Linked DNA regions of Zea mays: region 2 is linked to region 1. Evidence: chromatin contacts called from public Hi-C data. All regions are on one chromosome and are shown on one strand. The core of a region is the stretch at or near the end of the contact, and the rest is flanking DNA. Distances in the headings are between cores, read along the strand shown. Region 1 has its middle 27 kb from the start of LOC732827. Region 2 has its middle 17 kb from the start of LOC103653306.

What was found. Hi-C and Micro-C count contacts between places; a contact is called where the count stands out from the background.
Region 2: a Hi-C map of leaf shows a contact between it and region 1, with 7 times the contacts expected there. The contact joins two enhancer-like sites. A contact is called at or near these places in 7 of 25 Hi-C or Micro-C datasets (bundle sheath, ear, leaf and 1 more).

What each region holds. Positions count from the first base shown.
Region 1 is chr4:62,301,077-62,305,862 of Zm-B73-REFERENCE-NAM-5.0, reverse strand. No RefSeq gene overlaps it. Among protein-coding and RNA genes, the nearest start is that of LOC732827, 27 kb to the right of the region's middle. Within about 2 kb of position 1,987, at least 16 of the 20 cell types and tissues checked have an H3K27ac peak or open chromatin away from gene starts, as enhancers often do. A contact at or near this core is called in bundle sheath, ear, leaf and 1 more, where this site is marked.
Region 2 is chr4:62,483,773-62,488,558 of Zm-B73-REFERENCE-NAM-5.0, reverse strand. No RefSeq gene overlaps it. Among protein-coding and RNA genes, the nearest start is that of LOC103653306, 17 kb to the left of the region's middle. Within about 2 kb of position 2,613, at least 17 of the 20 cell types and tissues checked have an H3K27ac peak or open chromatin away from gene starts, as enhancers often do. A contact at or near this core is called in bundle sheath, ear, leaf and 1 more, where this site is marked.

The DNA of each region.
Region 1 (4,786 bases), core at 738-3,237:
GCTGACGGGGTGGGCCCGCCTGTCGGCGTGCGAATTCCCCCCCCCTGTGCCGGGCCGCGCAGGTGAGTAGCGAGTTGGGCCGCGCCGGAGGTAAACTGGCCCAGAAAAGTGGGAATCGGCCTAGACACAAGTTTGTTCTTTTTTCTATTTTAATTTCTTTCAACTTTTCCAATTCCTATTTCAATTTCAAACTTATTTCAACTTTCTATTTTAGATTTCATATTCCATTCTCAAACAAAATTCTAATGTGGATATAGATTCTACTATTTTTAATATTATCATTTATTTTCCTCCATTTTCCAACTTTTTTTAGAAGTAACAAAATACTATTACACTTTCTTTTCTCATTTTCTCTTTTATATTTTCATTTATAAATTGAGATCAAATTCATGTTTTCAATAAAATGCATGATACCACATCATCAACAAGAGATGAACCCTTCTTTATTTATTTATTGGTTACTTAATTAATTTAATAACAATGATTGATTATATATAAAAGGGTCCCAATAAATTCTCAAAGGTTTTAAAAATTCTAGAAACACTATCATAAAAATATTTATTTCTTTATTTTATTTTTTTATCAATTTTGGGCTTTACAGCTTCCTTCTTCTACTTCTTATTGGCTGGTTCAAAACATGAGTCGGCTGTAATTGGGAGCACCAGCTTCGTAGCCCATGGTGCCACAACTTAGTCACCTTGCGAAGCCATTGTTGTGATCGTGGAAGTGAGTTCACTGGAGGTGCGCGCCAATATTGTTCTCTTGTTCTCAAATACTGTGAATCAAGAACAAGACAACATAATTGTTAAAGATTAGGGACCTTCTTCCTTCGAGGCATCATCTCCTTTTGAATATAATGATCTTCAAATGAAGGTCATAAAGGATGCACCTTCATCATTCGCAAGAATAACAATTCATAGGGATGGAAAATATTATCCATTCATATGTCAATTCATATATTTATTTCATGATAAACATATGGATATTAATAAGATTTATGTTACATTGATACCTTCGGCTTGTTCGAAGGTGTTGACGCAAGAGCGATTACAATCCAGCGTGGATAGTACGTGGGTACTGTTCACCTATTTATAGACACAGGACGTAGCCCAGGTAAAATACATTTATGACCTTAATATGTACACATAATCGTAACATAAATTATTAGGGATTAACTAGTATTTTCCTCTTTGGCTCGGTATTATACTTGACCTTCGTTGCCATTCTAAGCCGAAGCTGTCATCCTTCGGTTGTAGCTTCGGCATTCGTTGTTATTATTTTCAGATAATGTCTTTGTTTCCGGGATCTTCGGCAGGAAAAAAGATACTTATCATCTCTAATAGTATTATACACATACATATATATTTATCGTAGTTTTACTATATTATTTTTAGATTAAATTAAATATAAAAAGCCTAAATTACTAACACGTAAGTCTGTAAAAAAATCAAATACAAACAGTCATCTATCTATATGTATTAATTCATGTCTGCATCTGGCCACACAAGCGTAATGTACACGTCTTCCTGCCTTTTATGTCGCTAGCTTCGACAGACGCTGGACTTCTTTTTTGATGACTACGAACCCTGGACTTGATCAGTCTGCCATTTGACACTACAAATTGGCTTCAAAGGAAAAAGACAGGTATGGAAGAGAAGAAAAAAAATATCAAAACAGCAGCAAGTGGGAAAAAAGAAAGAAAGAGACAAAACGAGCAAACGGCAGGATGAAAGCTAACACGTCTCAGCCTTATCCAATCCACATCCACTGCAGGCCAGCAGGCGCGGACGCGGCCCAATCGATCACACGCGTCCTTCTGTCGGACGGTCGGCGCGTGCTCTTGCCCTGCTGCGCCTGCGCGTGTCGCGGTTTCCAGTTCCACAATTTTCACGGCACCTCCTCGAAGCTCGCCGTCAGCACGGATAGACCTTTTCTATTCGATTCCTATACTAATCCACTTGCCACAGAGGATGCGGTTATGCGGAGCCAGTTTCTTCGTCTCTATGGTAGTGTGTGACGCTTGTCCCGTGTGCGTGCGTGAGCACTGAGCTAGCAACGGCTTTTGAGGGCTTCTAGAAGCTGGATGGCTCATGCATCAACACCTCGAGAGGCTCATTAGAAAAACCAATTTATTCTTATTTTCAGAAATAGCTTTTTAAAGAAGCATCCTATTTATAGTTAGAAGGTTCCCTTTAAAATCTCATGCAAACATTCTACCAAACCGACAAGCTTATTTGTTGGCTTCTCTATAACTAGTTGTGTGCCCACGCGTTGCAACAGGAGTACTTTGGGATGAGCATCGACACATATCTGATCGGATCTTATATTTTCTTGGGGCCCAAAGAAAGTTTGCTCGGAAGCCAAGCATGCAAGCTGGCAGTCTGTCATGATATAATCCTTAATTCCTTATCAAAACAAAATAGTAAGACATTTGATTGCATCATACTCGACAAAATTAGTTTTTATTAGTTGCGACATCACCCAACAGAACGTACATGTATACAATACAGCTACGAGCGCGTGAAAGAAAGCTTACTTCCTGTAGGAGATTGCCTTCAGCTGCATTGTAGATTCTAACAAGAGTCCCCTTGGTGCTAGCAGTCGCAATGAGCCTCCCATCCTACGACAATGCAAAGCACGCGACACGGGAAGTGTGTGCATTGATAAACTTGGTCTTCCTTGCCTTATAGTGTTCCACCCTAACCTGCCCCTTCTGGGCACCAGGGCAAACAAGAACAATGGACCCAGGCTACTGTGACACGGCGCATAGGCCCTTGGGGTTGCTCAAAGTGTGCGGTGTGCTAGCGGGAGAGCAGGTGGGCACGAGCATCGCGAAAGACGTTGCGCGCATGGAGCTTCCGCAGAGGTAGGCCGGCTTGGTCGGGGTTTGCGGGTGGGTGGGGGTGGGGGTTGCCACGCGCAGAGGGGAGGCAGGGGCAGTCTACACTAATACCTTAATAGTTAGTAGAGATAGAGAAGATATAGAGATAGAGATTAGTAGAGATTATTTATTTCCTAATAACATAAAGTTTATTATTGAAGTCTTAAATATTTTAAATATAGTTTATTTTAATGTTTAAGGCTCTATCTTATAGTCCTTGTTAGAGATGCTCTAATAAGCTCTAATAGATAAATTTGTGTTGAATAATCGATGAACGAGTCTCCATCTCTAAGAGTATGTTTGAATTGGATCCTCTTAGCCTCTTAGGCAGATAGCTGCCTATCGTACAAAATCATTGGCTTGGGACGCTGCCTAGATGCTCCGTTGAGGAGAAAGGAAGGATTCCACCAAGAACTGCAGAGGCAGAACCTCTACTCCTCGCACCTCTCACGCTCCAAGGTGGCGGCGCGATGGACGGCGGAGGCGCTGCCTCCGTCTGCGAGGAGAAAGAAAGGATTCCCCTAAGAAGCACCGCACGGATACAGACCCTCTGCTCCTCGCACCCCTCACGCTCCAAGGCAGTGGTGCTGCCTCGTCCGTTGCCTCCACCTTCATGCCCCACGCCAGGATCAGTAAGGCGAGATGTGGAGGCTATCCTTGGCCGCAGGGGAGGGCGCCGCGGGGGAGGGGGCAGGGGCGGGGATGGGTGTGGGCGTGGAGGAGGGCGTCGACCAGACGGACGAGGAGTCATCGCTCTCCTCGCCATCGGAGGGGGTGGGGCCGATCGAGGTGGTGAGGGGCGTCGGTGCCATCTCCAGGACCGGCTCTAGCACCTCTTCCTCCTGCTGCTGTTGTAGCAGCAGCGACGGCGGGACACCGGAGACGAGGTTAGGGTTTGGTGGGGCCAGCGCGGTGGCGGGTGTTGCCATGGGAAGGGCCAAGGTGGAGAACGCGCTCCTCCCTCCCCGACACCGACCGACCCCTCGTCCGCTCGCCTCCCTCCCTGATCCCCACCGCCACCGCCGCGTCCTCCTCTTCCTCCTCCGAGGTTCCGATCGCCGCCTGCACCTGCGTCTCCGTCGGCGAGGTGGGTTGCTCCTCCCCTGCCTGCCGGTCCTGGATCCGCCCGATCTGCTTGCACGGCGCGGCGCGGCGCTCGATCTCATATCGTCTGGTTTTCCTTTCCTCCTGTGCCAGGTAGCGGTGGGCGCGGTGGCTACAAGCAGCGGCGATCGGGTGGTGGCGGATTGCGGGGTGTGCGCCATCTGCCTCGACAGGATAGCGCTCCAGGAGACAGCCCTCGTCAAGGGTTGCGCGAGTGACCATGTCATGTGGCTGCTGGGGGTTGGCGGTAGGGACCGCGAAGTGGGGAGGGCGGGAGGCGGGGGCAGTCTACACTAATGTCTTAATAGTTAGTAGAGATAATGAAAGAGGCACCCTCACAAATTGAGCGAAATCGAGAGCCCACAAAGAGGCTTCTCTGGTTCTCTCTTGTCATTCTCTCTCCCGCAAAAATAGGAGGAGTTGTATTTCCAACTAAATAGGGTGCTCCTCTAAAGTCTCTGTCTGAAAATAAGGAATGAGTTATTTTTCTTAGATAAGCTAGAGCTGAAGCTGTTGATGCAAGGGTCCTATCAAAGGAGTCGTAATGAAGCTCCTATCCTCAGGAGAGAGAGAGGAGGAGAAGAGAGAGATAGAGAAGCCACTTTTTAGGCTCCAGGCTTCGCTCGGTTTCTAGAAATATGTCTTTCCTATTTTTATAGAGAAGTCAACATAGAAGCCTCCGTTTGATAGATTTTTTAAAAAAAAATTTGCATGAGTCTTGAAAAGAGCCTTACCAAAAGGAGCCTCTCTTGGACATCTTTGCGTGTGGTGACACTCCTTGGTGGTAGTGTTGTGACCAGT
Region 2 (4,786 bases), core at 1,364-3,863, 180 kb before region 1:
AAGGCCACACTCCATAACCGACAAATTCCTCAACTAAATCGCGCCCGCTACTCATGCGGGCTGCACAACGAAGGGCCCCTTCATCACTATCATCCTCCGCCACCTCAAACAGCGGGAACGCCACATAGCAGTGCGAGCATATCACGGCCGCCGGAAGTCCTGGGAGGTCTTCGACCTTGCCTCCCGCCACATAAAACCAATAATCATACCAGTTGCCCCACTTGTTGCGGGCGCAGGGAACTAGCTCAACAACTTCCGCAGAAGTCTTCCCAGTCCTCGGCGTAAAGGTGCATGATCCAAACTGTGCAATCTTGCTTCCAACTTTTCTCTTCTGCCAGTGCAAACAATAATTCTTGGCGAAGACCTCTACGGAGGGCTGACCGCCATACGAAGTCACTGCCCAGACATACTTCGCCAGGGCCACCACGGCATTAGGTGTCAATTGATGGATCTGCACGTCATACCTCCGCAACACTTCCACCATAAAACGATGCGCAGGCAACCGAAGGCCGGCAGTGAAAAATGCCTCGAACACAACCATCTCACCCTCCAGCTCAGGAATCTCTTCTGCCCCCGGAACTCGTCCAACTCCGTTCCCAAAATACCCCAACTGCTGCATGTCTTGCACGCGAACCGAGGAGATCCTCGAAACGCCGAATTCCACCATGTGGCCCGGGTGTAGCTCCACCGCCGCCAAATCACTGAAGGTACCCTCAGACGACGATTTGCCCAACGGCGTATTCATAGCGGATGAAGAAGAAGACGACATGGCTACGTACCGTCGGCGGCGGCGCGCGGTCTGCTTGACGCGGGCCAGATCTCCGATGAACAGGAGCAAGGAGGGCAGGCGAGCGGGCGAACGGTTTCAAAATGCTAGGGTTTTGCGGCGCACAGAAAGGTAAGAGAGCCTGAGCCGCGCCGCCCCCCTTTTATACACAGAGCGCGACGCTTCGGGAAGCTCGCAGTCCAACAGTACCGCGTCCGTCAACGGTCATATCAAAACCCCCCGCGGAACCACTTCGAGTGAGGGCAGCGTCTCCACCATCTAGTGACGTCTTCGACACCAGATGACTCAGTCGAACTGGTCCCTCGGAGGGAAAATGTTGGGGCGAAGGCGAAGACGCTACCCTTCGCTCCAGGCCTTCGTCAACTCGCTGCACCGACAGAGGCAAGATGACCGGCACGGCCCACCCTTCGTCCTCTTCACTGCAAGACGAAGGCCTACGACGAAGTCTCTCCATCCCACGTCCTCACCCGACCTGGAGGCCCACGTGGGATTCGGCCCATTGTAACAGGCCCCGCATGGACAGGTGTGTTACGAGCCGGATTTGTAATAGCTTTTCTGTAATGACAGTCTGTAACCCTCCCTTATGGGAATATTCTGGGGATAATCCAGGTGTCTGAGGGCATAAGCGTCCTTACATCGGGATGTTGGGCGCTCGGGCACCTATAAATACCCCCGTACAGTGCCCTTGAGAGGCTAGATTAACAGAGCAATTGCCATCTCGAGTTAAACCTTACTTGCATCCTTTCCACTCCCCCGTTAGATCAACTTGCCCAGGAGAGCAAGTCCCAACACTTGGCAAACTCTTGGTTCTACTTGATATCGAGTTGGGCGCAGATAGTTAAGGGAAAGAAGTCGTATGGGTTAGGGAAGACCTCTGTCGGACTCGTATCTGCATTGGACTCAGTCGGTCGAGTTGTGCCAGGACAGGATTTGTCTAGAACGGTGTTGGAGTTGAGTTTGCTCTCGCCGACATGGTGCAGTATGGGTGGGAGGAAGGGGATGACAAGGGTTTCCCACTCGCCAGCCAACTGTGAGGGAGAACCGTGCATGAGTGAGTTCTGACACATAGGGCCAGACTGCCAATGTGTCACCGGGAGAGGACGCCGGCGCCGTTGTGCTAATTGGGCTGAAAGCTAGTGGGCCGAGTTCAGTCTTTGTTCCAATTCCTTTCTATTTTTTTTGCAGATTTAAATTCTAAAGGCTAAATTAATAAATCAAATCAAATTATAACCAAATAAATTGGGACTTAATTCACACAAAACAAATGCAATGGCATAAACGCATCACTTAAGTTTGAGCATATGATTTTATATATTTTAATTCTAGAAGATAATCAATATCTTTCCTATAAATTAATTAAAAGACATATAAATTAAAATAGTTTTTTTAGATTTAAAAATTAGGGTGTTATTACCCAATGCAGAATGCAGAGGTTCAATCGCTCGGATGTTTCCTGTTTATTGTCTCTAGCCCACTGGTGTGGGCCATGTGGCGGCCCAGCAAAAGGGAGAGGTCCGGTCGCGTCTGCCTTCATCGTGGCCTGGATCAGGACTCAGTATCCGTTCGATGGTTTATTCAGCCCGTTTGATCGGGGACCGCACGCACAGGCCGGAGCAGGATCCCGGGCGATTCCAGATCCCACCCGCCAGCCACACGATATTTGTCATTATTATCGCCCCGAATCCGCGGATAAGACCCAGCCAGCGCGGCCGGCCGCCGTCTTCCTGGTTTCCTTTCGCAATCGGCATGCACATCAGCACATGCACGCACCCCACCGTCCATGCCGATAAAGCAGCAGCGCCTTGCGGCAACCCACTGGGCCGTGGTGCTATAGTCCGAGATCCAATTGGAGCCACAGATTCCTGATCCGCTTGCTTGATTGCTCCTCGCCGAATAGTGACGCGACCGATGTTATTTTCTACTTCAAATGGTGTGAATGACGTGACCGGCGACGGCGACGGCGACCGGTCCATTTCATCCGTGTTTCCAGATATTTTCCAGACACACATTTACCCCCTTATATTTTCCAAACACGCCAAGCTTCTCACGGACCTCATCGTATGGTCCAAACCTCGCAACTAATAGTTAACAACTAAAATTAGTTAAGAGGTTTAGAATAAGTCCATCAATAGACCATGTAATTATTAACTACACCTCTCAAATATTTATTGGTTGTTAGTTGCTCTAACCTAGCTAAAACTAGATAGCAACTTACTAGCTGATCAATAATTAGCTCTAGAGGTTTAGAACATGATCTAAATATATGTTTGAGGGTTAACAAACTTGTACTCTCCTATAATAATAATAGATAATAAAGCAAGAGTTTGTATAAATAATTCTCTTGTCTTTTTTTATTTGTGCCGTGACAAAACGAGAACGAAGAATGAGTCTTCTATATATCTTTCTCGCGCCTTCGTTGCTGATGATAGGATTCGAGGTTCACATTTATGATCTACCATGATGTTATGGTCCAACAAGTCATTAACATGATCCTATTCAACATTGTTGCATATCTGATCTACATCAGCTCTCTATATCAAAGACGGCAGGTCGCCGGACCTTATCAAATTGTCCTATGTGACAGGTTATTCCTTCGTCCGTTGAATCAAAAAAGCATGGCATATCATTCTTGATCTACTTTAAACCCATAATTTAGTGGCAACGACTCCTATGCAAGCAGTCATTCTGTGCAAGCATGCAAGCAAACCATCTGATCCATTAGATCGTGATCTAATCGTGGGTCACATTTGACACTTAAACCCTTCCACCACCAGCTCAATAATCTTTATAAAAAAAACCCCTAACAAACCATGGTCGTATTTGTGGTTGGATCGTAATCTAATGGATCAGATGGTTTGCTTGCACGCTTGCACAGAAAGACTGCTTGTATAGCAGTCGTTGCCTAATTTAGTAGATATGTTTAATCTAGATTGAATTCTTACGGTTAGATATATACTGTAGATTAATTTTTTATGGTTAGATATGTTTAATCTAGATTGAATCAAAAAAGCATGGCATATCATGCAAGTTGTATTTGAAAATTCTATTGTCCGATGCATGTTGTAGATTAATTTTTATGGTTAGATGCATGTTGTACATTGATTTTTTATGGTGAGATGTATTGCATATTGATTTGGCGGTCATGTGTTATCGTGTCGCCGCCATCAGTGTCGGTTGCATAGGTAGCCACACTCATCGCTAGGACATGCAAGCCATAGTGGCTATGGCGTGCATGCCTGTCATGTTGGGCCACGTACCTGATGGGATGTAACTGCTAGCCCCGCTGCCACACCCAATTTTAAAAGACAAACCGAATGCGAACTATATATGTGTCAGAATTCAAATCACGTACATGTTGGATACTTGATTTCAATCCCCCTAAAGGTATCAAATATCAAGGCAACACAAGTTAAGTATGTGAGCGTTCGTCCTTGATTTAACACTTCTTCGAAGTGTTAGCGTGAAGGACGAAAGTCTTTGAAAGGAGATGTGAAAGAAACAAAATAAAATGAAATGATAATGTAGAACACAGTATGAAACTCATCTTATTTGCCTTAGCATTTCTACTCCATCTTCCTTTATATCAGATGAGTTTATAAGCATACCTTTGGCTCTTTAACACAAGGTGGCATGAAGGTTCTTCGAAGGCTAAGCAACACGAAGCTATGGTCCTCAAAGAGGTGAATTTATGCAGGACACTGTTCACCTATTTATAGGGGAGAGGTATAGCTTTGTGCAAAATTACAAGCATGCCCATGATGTTTACATACACGATTTATGAATATAATAAGGGCATTATTGTCTTTTCTCTTTCGTTCTTGTTGTACAAGCCTTAGACTTCTTCTTCCTCGTTATTTCTCGTTTGAAGCTCTCTTCATGCCAAGGCTGTCAGCTTTAGACTGCATCTTCGCCGCACTCGTATAATAAACAGAGCTTCTTTGCATGCTGCTTCGGCTTTTCTTGACAGACCTTTGTTCGCATGCTAGCTTCATTCATCGA